Regions from separate parts of the Zea mays genome. Here all the other regions are linked to region 3. A link is a contact called in public Hi-C data. All regions are on one chromosome and are shown on one strand. Each heading gives the region's core, a stretch centred on a gene start, on an enhancer-like site or on the middle of the called end of the contact. The rest is flanking DNA. Distances are from core to core; before and after follow the strand shown.

Region 1 (3,102 bases), core at 151-2,650, 430 kb before region 3:
CTTTATTCCAACATACTTATAGTTGTGCCACAGAATGATATTAGAATAGGTAAGGGCATGTTTGGTTTGTTGCCTCAATTGCCACACTTTGCCTAACTTTTTTGCCCAAGGTTAGTTATTCAATTTGAATGACTAACCTTAGGCAAAGTGTGGCACATTTAGCCACAAACCAAACATGCCCTAAGTCTGGCAGCCACAGAACAAACATAAGGTCATACTAGTCCATATAGTCCAGCAGGCCAAGCTTCTAACGCTGCACCAAGCTCCCTAGTGCGCAGGGTCAGTCCTATGCAGCCAAGAGGAAGCTATCAGCAGAACACAGAAGTAATACTGTAATAGAACAGGGATTCACACGAATAGGGTTAAGCAACCGAACCTGAGATAACGAATATCCCAAAAGTGCTGTACTTTGACAGGGAGTATTTGTGTGCAAGGCATCCAAGAGTAGGATCTAGAAGACCCAATATGATCCCACCAATGAGAGCTTATCAATGGAAAAGACACAAATCAGTCCATGAAAGTTCAAAACCAGAGGTATTTGCATGTTCTTGTCAAATACATAGCGGTAACGTGAAAGCAATTCTAGACATAGGAGTAGCCTCTACTGGCACCTTCAACTTTTCAACAACAGATCATACTTGATTTACACTCCAGAAACAAACCCATCTCTCTCTAATCCACTATGTTTCTGCTTAGTAGAATTTCACGATGACAAAGATGCAAAGGCTATTTTGGATTTGGAGGCATTGAAGCATTGTCAAATATGCCTAGTTTGGGTCGTGGAGTACATAAGTCCAACCGCACAATTAAGACAAGCATCGCATAATTGACATTACATACAGAAACAGCAGTACAAAATCGCCAACAGACCATAGATATCAAGGTGGTTAACAGGTTAGGCACAAGCTAGGATCGCGTACAAGCGGGAACTCACCAAGCGGGAGGAAGTTGCTACGCACGAAGCCGAGCAGGGCGGGCCCACGCGTGGGAAGCGGCACAGCGCGTTTGCCTCCATCGCCACTGACCTGCGGAGCAAGTAGGCGTTTACAACTTTTTTTCAGGCAACTAGGCATTTACAACTGAATCGAAGCATGGCCCAATGAGTGTCAGAGAATCCGAGGGGGTTCGATTTGGTTGTTACGGGCGAAGTTCCACCGGTGGTGGCGCGCAAAGACCACAATCGGGGAGGCGGCGCGGAGGCGACGGCGTGCAGTGTTGGGCGCCGACGGAGGACGTCGGCACGGAGGGTGAGGACAGATGGGCGGATCAGGGAGGGATGGTGGGTTATCATCGCGGAATCGGAGGCGGGGGCGACAGCAAAGGGAGAACCCCGTCCCCGTGCGCGTGGCTACCAACTGAAAACCGGACTGGAGAGTGGAGGCTGGGCTCCACCGTGGATTGGGCTAGAAACTAGTCCTCTCTCTTTGATTTTGGTTTTGTCTCTAAATTAAAACTCAATCGGAATGATGTAGTGAGCTAGAAGCATAGACTTAACTGAACATTGAAAGAGGACTAAATAAACAAATACAAGTCTGTCTCTACATGATTCTCTATATATTATCTGTTAGTTATATTTATGATGTGATTGATTTTAATAACATCCCATTTTATCATGAAGTTTTGTAGTTGTCTCTTGTGTATAAAAAATCGATTTAAATGCTCAAAGTTGTGCGTACCTTTAGAACATATTTGGTTGCTAGTTTTATGTGTGCTTGCATCGTAGGGTGCAAAGAGCTGATGTTTGGTTTGTTGTGAGCTTGATCTAATTCCTGCGAGATATATATCTAGCTACTTGTCTAAAGCTATAGAGTCAGACTCGTCTTAAAACATCTTAGACCATGCTTCATAAAACACAAATAAAACACCGGAGCCAGGATCCAGTAGCCCTGGCTCTCAAAGCCAGACTTAAGCCAGAAGTGAACCAAACAATGGACCCTCTTCGGTAGAGCTCTTGGATCAACAACTCACACCCTACTATATAAAAGCACTGGTTTCCACGGTTCTGCAATCGTCGTGTTTCATCACTTTCTTCTCGCTTTATACAAAAATAAGGTAAAGTTTGTACCTAAATAGGTTTTGAATCTTGATTGTTGGCTCTATATTTACATCCACCTGACCACCTAACAAACAAACACACAAAATTTTTTATGCTTTATTAAAACAAAGTAAACTCATGTAATATATAGAAACTACAATAATGTATGGGCATTTGACTAGTATAATATAATAGCTTAGTTGACTATCACGAAGTGTCCAAACCCCCAATCATATCTAAACATGGTAGATTAACTTTTAAGATAATACTTAATATGTATCTTTTTATTTATTTGTTGCTTATTATTAATATAGTTTAGATATGTTTTGAGTGTACATGTTGGTAACATTTTTATATAAAAAATTTGAAGGGTCTCTATTTTAGTTTTTATCTCAGTCCTCTAAACCCCAATGAGCATGTGAAAAAGCATATGGAAACATGAGCTATAATTTATAGAAACAAAATATTGTATAAAATATAAATTAAAACCAGACGAATATGCTTCCTATTTTTCTTTTACGAGAGAGGGAGAGAGAGAGCGGAAGAAAGCTCTTTTTAGACTGTCTCCAGCAACGTCCTCTATATATATCCTCTATATCCATCCTTTACAGTCTTCTCTAAAAGATTCCATCTCCTATATCTATTTTCTCTCCAACAACGTCCTCTAAATTACGTCCTCTATATGTAAATACCTATATTAAAGACATTTTAATTTTTTTAATTTTTGTACATACGTATTTGTCATACTCTCAAATGTATTGTACATATTTTAGTTTTATTAAACCGGTTGTTTAAAGTATTCAAATAGATAGAGAACCGTTTAGAGAAACTCTACATATAGAGAATTCAGCAGCGTCCTCTAAATTTAGAGGACCGTTTAGAGGACGTTGCTGGAGGGAGTAGAAGACGTCCTCGTCCTCTAAATTTAGGGTACAAAACCCTTTAGAGCTCCTTGTTGGAGCTAGTCTTAGAGCTCCCGGCTTTGCTTAATTTTTTGTAGCTCGTCTCTGTTTTTACATGGAGAAGCTAAAAGTCTTCCGTTTAGATTTTTTTTTTGAAAAAGCTAC
Region 2 (3,018 bases), core at 402-2,901, 410 kb before region 3:
AAATGTTACTCTTCATCAGTTTGGGGTATTCAAACCCCCCGTCCTCTCTGCTTCATTGTCACACCGGCCTTTTGACCTGATTTTAATTCGCATGGCATTAAAATGTTACTCTGTGTTGTAATTCAATTCAGATTTATGTTGATGGTAAATTGGTAAGTGGTGTATATATATTTAGCTAGGTCACTGCAATCCGGCCTTATGCGCAAAGTGTGCAAAGCGAGCTTGCGTATAAGGTCTGATTGCATATTAGTTGTTGCATCTAAGTCATGGATATTCATTAAAAGATGGACTGTTATGTTTAATCCAGTCAAATTAGTTGTTAGTCTCTCTTAGTATTAGTCCATATGTTTACAGCACACGCGATCTAAGGTTACTCATCTAAACTTTAGTTGCCTATATTTAATTAATCGTACTAGCTAGCTACAAAACTAGTCCAAAGACATTACTTTCAGCAACTCATTTATGTTGATGGCCAATGTTCATCTAAGACAAATATTCTCTGACTCCAATTTAAATAATTATTAACAAGATGTATTTTCACAGGTTTGAGCCGATAATTAGTCAAGTTATATGTATCTATCCTAAAAAAACACACACACACACTGGTCACTGGAATATTGGGTTTTCGCGGTGTTTTTGAGATGCGTGCATTTTGATTTTGTAGCATCCGTCGCAAGATAAATTGGAATACCTAATACTCCCTCTGTGCTAAATTAAAATTTGTTTTGTGGTATTAGTAGGTTCATACAATATTTAATGCATGTGTATTATATATGTGTATATATACTTGAATAGACATAAAAAAAGCTAAAACGAACATTATTTTGAAAACGGAGGGAGCAGTAGAGTATGAAAATCGGCAAGACAAACCCTAACTCACACAAATCTTACCAGTCATTTGGCCCCTTCTTGCGCTCACATCTCTTCTTTCTGTCCCCTTGATTCGTCATTCTCATTTAAACATGTAATGGCCATGAGGCTATAATAATCTTGTACGCGCACTGTTTTAAACATGACATTATTTAAATTAATACAAGCTAGTTGATGACTACTTTATCCGTTCTAAACTATAAGATATAGAAAAAAAGCTACGTACCTACAAATATTAAAACATCAGATAACTTCAAACGCGCGACGAAGCAAGTATGTTTTCACCTACTAGTCAGTTATTATCCTGACCATAACCGATTAACCAGTATGTATTTTATTTTTGAAACAGAGAGGGGGGTGCCAAAAATGTAATCAATGCAACCGTCGCTACAATACAAGCCCTATGTATAGCTAGCTAGCTAGCTAGCAAACGAATGATGCATTCGCCTTGCATTCAAGAGGATTCTGCAAGCGAATCATCATGCATGGCAGCCGGGAACGTACGGACGGGACGACCGATCGATCGATCTCGTACTTGTGGGTATAATGTATCATCATATATACCCCTGCACATGTATACGCACGGGCAGAGAACACGAACCGAGACGACGACCCATTGCGCACACGTCTCAAATCATCAACTGTTTCAGCCTGCACGAACCGACCAGAAGCTAGGAGTGGATTCGTTGTATGCTAGCCACGGTACGGGGTCAGGTCGGTCGTCACTGCTTGTCAGTGTTGGCGCGACGCAGCTACCTCCATAGCCACGTTAGCACGATTGGCGCGATCTTGTTTGGGCCATCACTTCGGCTATACTGAATGCTGGCCGGCCCATGCAGCAGCACTAGCCCAACACACAGCCGGTGGGCTCTCGCGCGCAAGCATTTCTTGTCTCCGTCTCCGTGTCCGTGCAAATGCAATGCCATATTGCCATTGCCGCAGCTAGTGGTTACGGGCTGAGCGGTCATCGATAAAAGAGAAGACCACGCAATAATTATTGGTCAGCGAGCCTACGCTAGATTGGTGACTTCAACAGCACCCGGAGCCGTTGATGCAGCGATCTGCTTCTCCGGCGTGGCATTGGATCCATCAAGGTATTGTTAGGAATTTAGACATTTTCATTTTAGACTTAGGCCATATTTGGTTTCAATTAGTTAAACTTTAGTACTAGGACTAAACTTTATTCTCTAACTGTTTGGTTCTAGGGACTAAACAGATTCTAAAGTCATTAAATATATTGTCCAAATACTCAAATGCCCTTATAATACACTCACAACATTAGCTATCTATACAAACATGCTCTCACAACCGAATACTACAGAAGTACAGAGGGAAGGTAAGGGCATGTAGGAAACGGGTGACGCCTAAGAGGGGGGGGGGGGTGAATTAGGACTTCTAAAACTTTAACTAAACTAGGCCACAATTAAATCCCTAGAGCAAAACCTATGCAAATAATCAAACTAGAAAGTGCAAACTAGGTTTTTTCTAAGTGTTGCTATCTCTACTGCAATGGCTAAGTTTCAATCTACACTAAATAAGTATGTATACAAGATTGAAACTTAAATGCTTAATATAAATGCGGAAACTTAAAGAGAAAAGTAGAGAAGAAAACTCTCGTGGATGACGCCGGTATTTTTACCGAGGTATCCGGAACCACGCAAGGTCCCGACTAATCCTCGTTGGTGCCCCTACGCAAAGGGAAGCCCACGCGAGGGCCAAGCACCTCGGTCGAGTAACTCCGTAGAGAGCCACGGGCCTTCTCCACGCGCAAGTGGTGCTCCGCTTCCGGCTCCTCTCGGACGCTCCCCGCCGTCTCCACTATCGAGCTTCCGGGCGAAACGCCGCGGGCCTCGTTCCCTCCGGTACACGGTGGCGGCCGTGACACAAACACGGTTGTCACGGTCTCGCAAGACTCTCGCCCCACTCGATACAATTTCAACGGCCCACGCAAGAGCCGAGGGGTTGTGTGGTTTGTCTAAACTCACTCAACTAACTAGGATTCACCTAGAGCAAGCGCTAATGCGGTCTAACTAACCTAAGCACTTCGCAAAGCACCTACGCTAATCACCGAGTGATTCTATTAAGCACTTGGGTGTTTGAGCACTTGGAAATGTCTACAATATGCCTTGGTATGTTGCTTGGGCTCCC
Region 3 (3,079 bases), core at 6-2,505:
TTCCTGACAGAGGTGAACTAACTTCTGTTATGGCCATTACTTGCAGGACTGTTCGCATGATAATAGGCCATATTCATTCTCGGTTTATACACCAAGCAGAACATGTGTCGTCTATGCTCCAGTGGAGTGATAGCGGGGTACTCGTTGCTGCGCGGCATGTGTGGGGCTGTCGATGTGAGGAAAAACCTTCTTCCAAAACCGGCAGATGCATGCATGCATGCTACAATAAGGTTCTGATACTTTAATCGATGCTGGAAAGCCCATGCATCTCGCTGCGTTGTCCTCTCTATATATTTAAGACCTTCAAGGTGTCAATTAAACATAGAGTTTTCGTTTTTCGCTTTCCTAATGCTTGATGGCTGATTGTTTGCACTTGTTTCATTCCGTTGGGCACTGATGGTCTTAGAGTTAGACAATCGGCTGCAGCGCATAGGTTTCAAGCTGGGGGGTTGCATGTCCGACTACAGAGCAGCCAGCAATGTGGCCCCTGCTGCCTGCTCTGCTTACTTTTAAATGCCACCCCTCCCGATTACCGACTCACTCAGATTCAGACACGCAAAGCACTACCTTTCCAGTGTCCCTGAAGACACTACTCCCCCGTCCCAGCTTGCCGTTGCAGGTATACCTCGGCTTGCCTGCCTTAGATGTTAATCCTACAACGATAGACATGGATACGGGGTTTTACTAATGCTTGGATGCATGCATTATCGTATCCTCGCCTCGGAGACGATCACGCGTGCATTTGGTCACACCAACTGGTGACAGGGAATGTACACTGAGATTGCTCAAGAGTTACTCCTACTCGACTTGTTGGATCTCACCTAACGCTTTTCAAGTTTTTATGATACTTCGCTGTTGGTCTTGGCCTTGGGCCAGTCCGGAGCCGCTCTCCTGCTCACATCACATGTACGTGGAATGATGTTGTCTCGGGTCATGGCATACAGCTTGGTTGGTTTTATTTCCTCCATCGATGCCCAGGAAGCTTGTGCTATCATTACCATAAGCAGCTAATAGTATGAGTTGATGAGTGACAAGTGACACCTGCACTAAGATACATATAACATCAATCAAAACAATATAACAATTCATACAGATCACCGGTGCTTGCTTAAAGGTTCAGGCTTCGAGTAGCTAGGACACTAGCTAGTACTGGGCTCTCGATCGTTTGCAAAACAATACAACAGTAAAAGGGAGAGCGAGCACATGGAAGCTGGAGGAATAAATAGATGGACGGTTGTTAGATGCAGGCTACTCCTACTACCAATTTCTTTACACGGCTTAGGGCGCAAGAGGCCTCTCCTGCTCTACACACTGCCCTAGCTTAGCTAGCCGTTTGGAGGGCAGTGTTGGCAGCTAGCAGCGACGACAGATGGAGTGCAGCGGCAAGGAGGAGCAGCAGATGCAGATCGTGTGCGTGCGCAGCGCGTCGACGGGCGGCGGCGAGGAGGTGGGGGAGTGGGCGGAGCAGTCGTCGCGGTCGGCGCTGTCGCTGTTCAAGGAGAAGGAGGAGGAGATCGAGCGCAAGAAGGTGGAGGTGCGGGACAAGGTGTTCTCCATGCTGGGCCGGGTGGAGGAGGAGACCAAACGACTGGCCTTCATCCGCCAGGAGCTGGAGCTCATGGCCGACCCCACGCGCCGGGAGGTCGACGCCATCCGCAAGCGCATCGACAAGGTCAACAGGCAGCTCAAGCCGCTCGGCAAGACGTGCCTCAAAAAGGTACGTCACTACAAGACACTGGAACACAACACGAGTGTTTCTCCATTCGGGTTTTTCACTTCGACCGAATGGCTATAGAACGAAGTCAAGCAGGTAGCAACACGTACTGCTTGCTGATCGTGTGTTTGTCTCCGAACATGTGCGTGTGCAGGAGAAGGAGTACAAGATGTGCCTCGAGGCCTACAACGAGAAGAACAACGAGAAAGCCACGCTGGTCAATAGGCTGTTGGAGGTCAGTTCAATTCTTTTGCAATCCGCGCGCGCTATAGCTAGCTTTTGTTTTGAGAACCGTCTCGGTAGGCATATTTTGTTCTGCTGCGGAAAATAAAAAGGATTAAGGCTGTTTTAGAACCAATAATAATTCCTGTGAAATTCATATACCAATCCGATGGATGGAATTGGTTGGGCCATTTCCATATTATTACTGTACTACTAGGCCCAACTGACTTGGTCCTCTATTTTTTCCCTAATAAGAACGTGTCTGTTGACACATGTTTCACTCAGAGGTTGGTCATCTAAAACAATAAAATAATAACGTGTTCTTTCTGGCAGCTCGTAAGCGAGAGCGAGAGGCTGCGGATGAAGAAGCTGGAGGAGCTCAACAAGACGATAGAATCCCTCTACTAGATCTGATCTCATGGAAGAAGAGGATGACGATGGTGGTAAGGTAGTCGTGGTATTCCGGCCCATAAGAGAAATCGAACTAGCAATGACTGAAGCTCAACGTGCAATTTTTTTTCCTGCGACGTACTTGATGATTGGATTTGTGTATTTGTACACATGATTTGTAACCGATGGTTCACTATCCTTGGCTTGTAATCGTTGCTCTGCGGCACCATTGGTCCTAAACGTATTTGAAATACCAATATCAGAATCAGATACCAAATGGTTCTTAGATTTATCGTTATGTAAATAGAACTACGAGCTCACTTTATCATATCTGTAGGTGCTATGTGTCAATTGCCAGTTAATTTTTAAACTAAAACACGATAAAAAAAAGAACGGAGAAAATACTATATAATTATGGTTGAGACGCTCAAGGATAAAAGACTTGATTTTATAATGTTACTTGCCAAATCTGTGAATTGATGGTGCCAATGAGCAAATTCCGCATTGAACCATATCTTTATGCAAAATTATTACCTATAAAAATTTAAATGCATGCGTGCATTTCACTTGTTGTGCCGTGTCATCTGCTCTGACGGTGTGTGTAACAGTTTAAGCACATGGTTTGCCGGGCAGGTCGGCCACAGTCTGCTATTACCGATTGACAAAAAGGAGAAAATAATAAATAAAGCAGAGCAGGTCGGTCACAATGTGCCGCGGACGACACTGCGACCTGCCGCAAGGAGCGAGAAAACC

Evidence for each region. Hi-C and Micro-C count contacts between places; a contact is called where the count stands out from the background.
Region 1: a contact with region 3 is called in a Hi-C map of leaf, with 5 times the contacts expected there. The contact joins the promoter of LOC100194346 here to the promoter of LOC100277929 in region 3. A contact is called at or near these places in 2 of 25 Hi-C or Micro-C datasets (bundle sheath and leaf).
Region 2: a Hi-C map of tassel shows a contact between it and region 3, with 2.5 times the contacts expected there. The contact joins the enhancer-like site here to the promoter of LOC100277929 in region 3. A contact is called at or near these places in 2 of 25 Hi-C or Micro-C datasets (ear and tassel).

The regions. Positions count from the first base shown.
Region 1 is chr5:172,181,550-172,184,651 of Zm-B73-REFERENCE-NAM-5.0, reverse strand. LOC100194346 (probable sodium/metabolite cotransporter BASS4, chloroplastic) reads right to left here and starts at 1,400. Exons shown (of 14, transcript NM_001309896.1): 1 at 1,142-1,400; 2 at 935-1,025; 3 at 377-484; 4 at 219-286. The coding sequence starts at 1,291.
Region 2 is chr5:172,156,529-172,159,546 of Zm-B73-REFERENCE-NAM-5.0, reverse strand. No RefSeq gene overlaps it. Among protein-coding and RNA genes, the nearest start is that of LOC109939567, 11 kb to the right of the region's middle. Within about 2 kb of position 1,651, at least 18 of the 20 cell types and tissues checked have an H3K27ac peak or open chromatin away from gene starts, as enhancers often do. A contact at or near this core is called in ear and tassel, where this site is marked.
Region 3 is chr5:171,750,126-171,753,204 of Zm-B73-REFERENCE-NAM-5.0, reverse strand. LOC100277929 reads left to right here and starts at 1,255. Exons shown (of 3, transcript NM_001371688.1): 1 at 1,255-1,717; 2 at 1,869-1,949; 3 at 2,270-2,505. The coding sequence starts at 1,370. The coding sequence ends at 2,344. LOC542238 (amylose extender 1) reads left to right here. Exons shown (of 22, transcript NM_001426901.1): 22 at 47-381. The coding sequence ends at 130.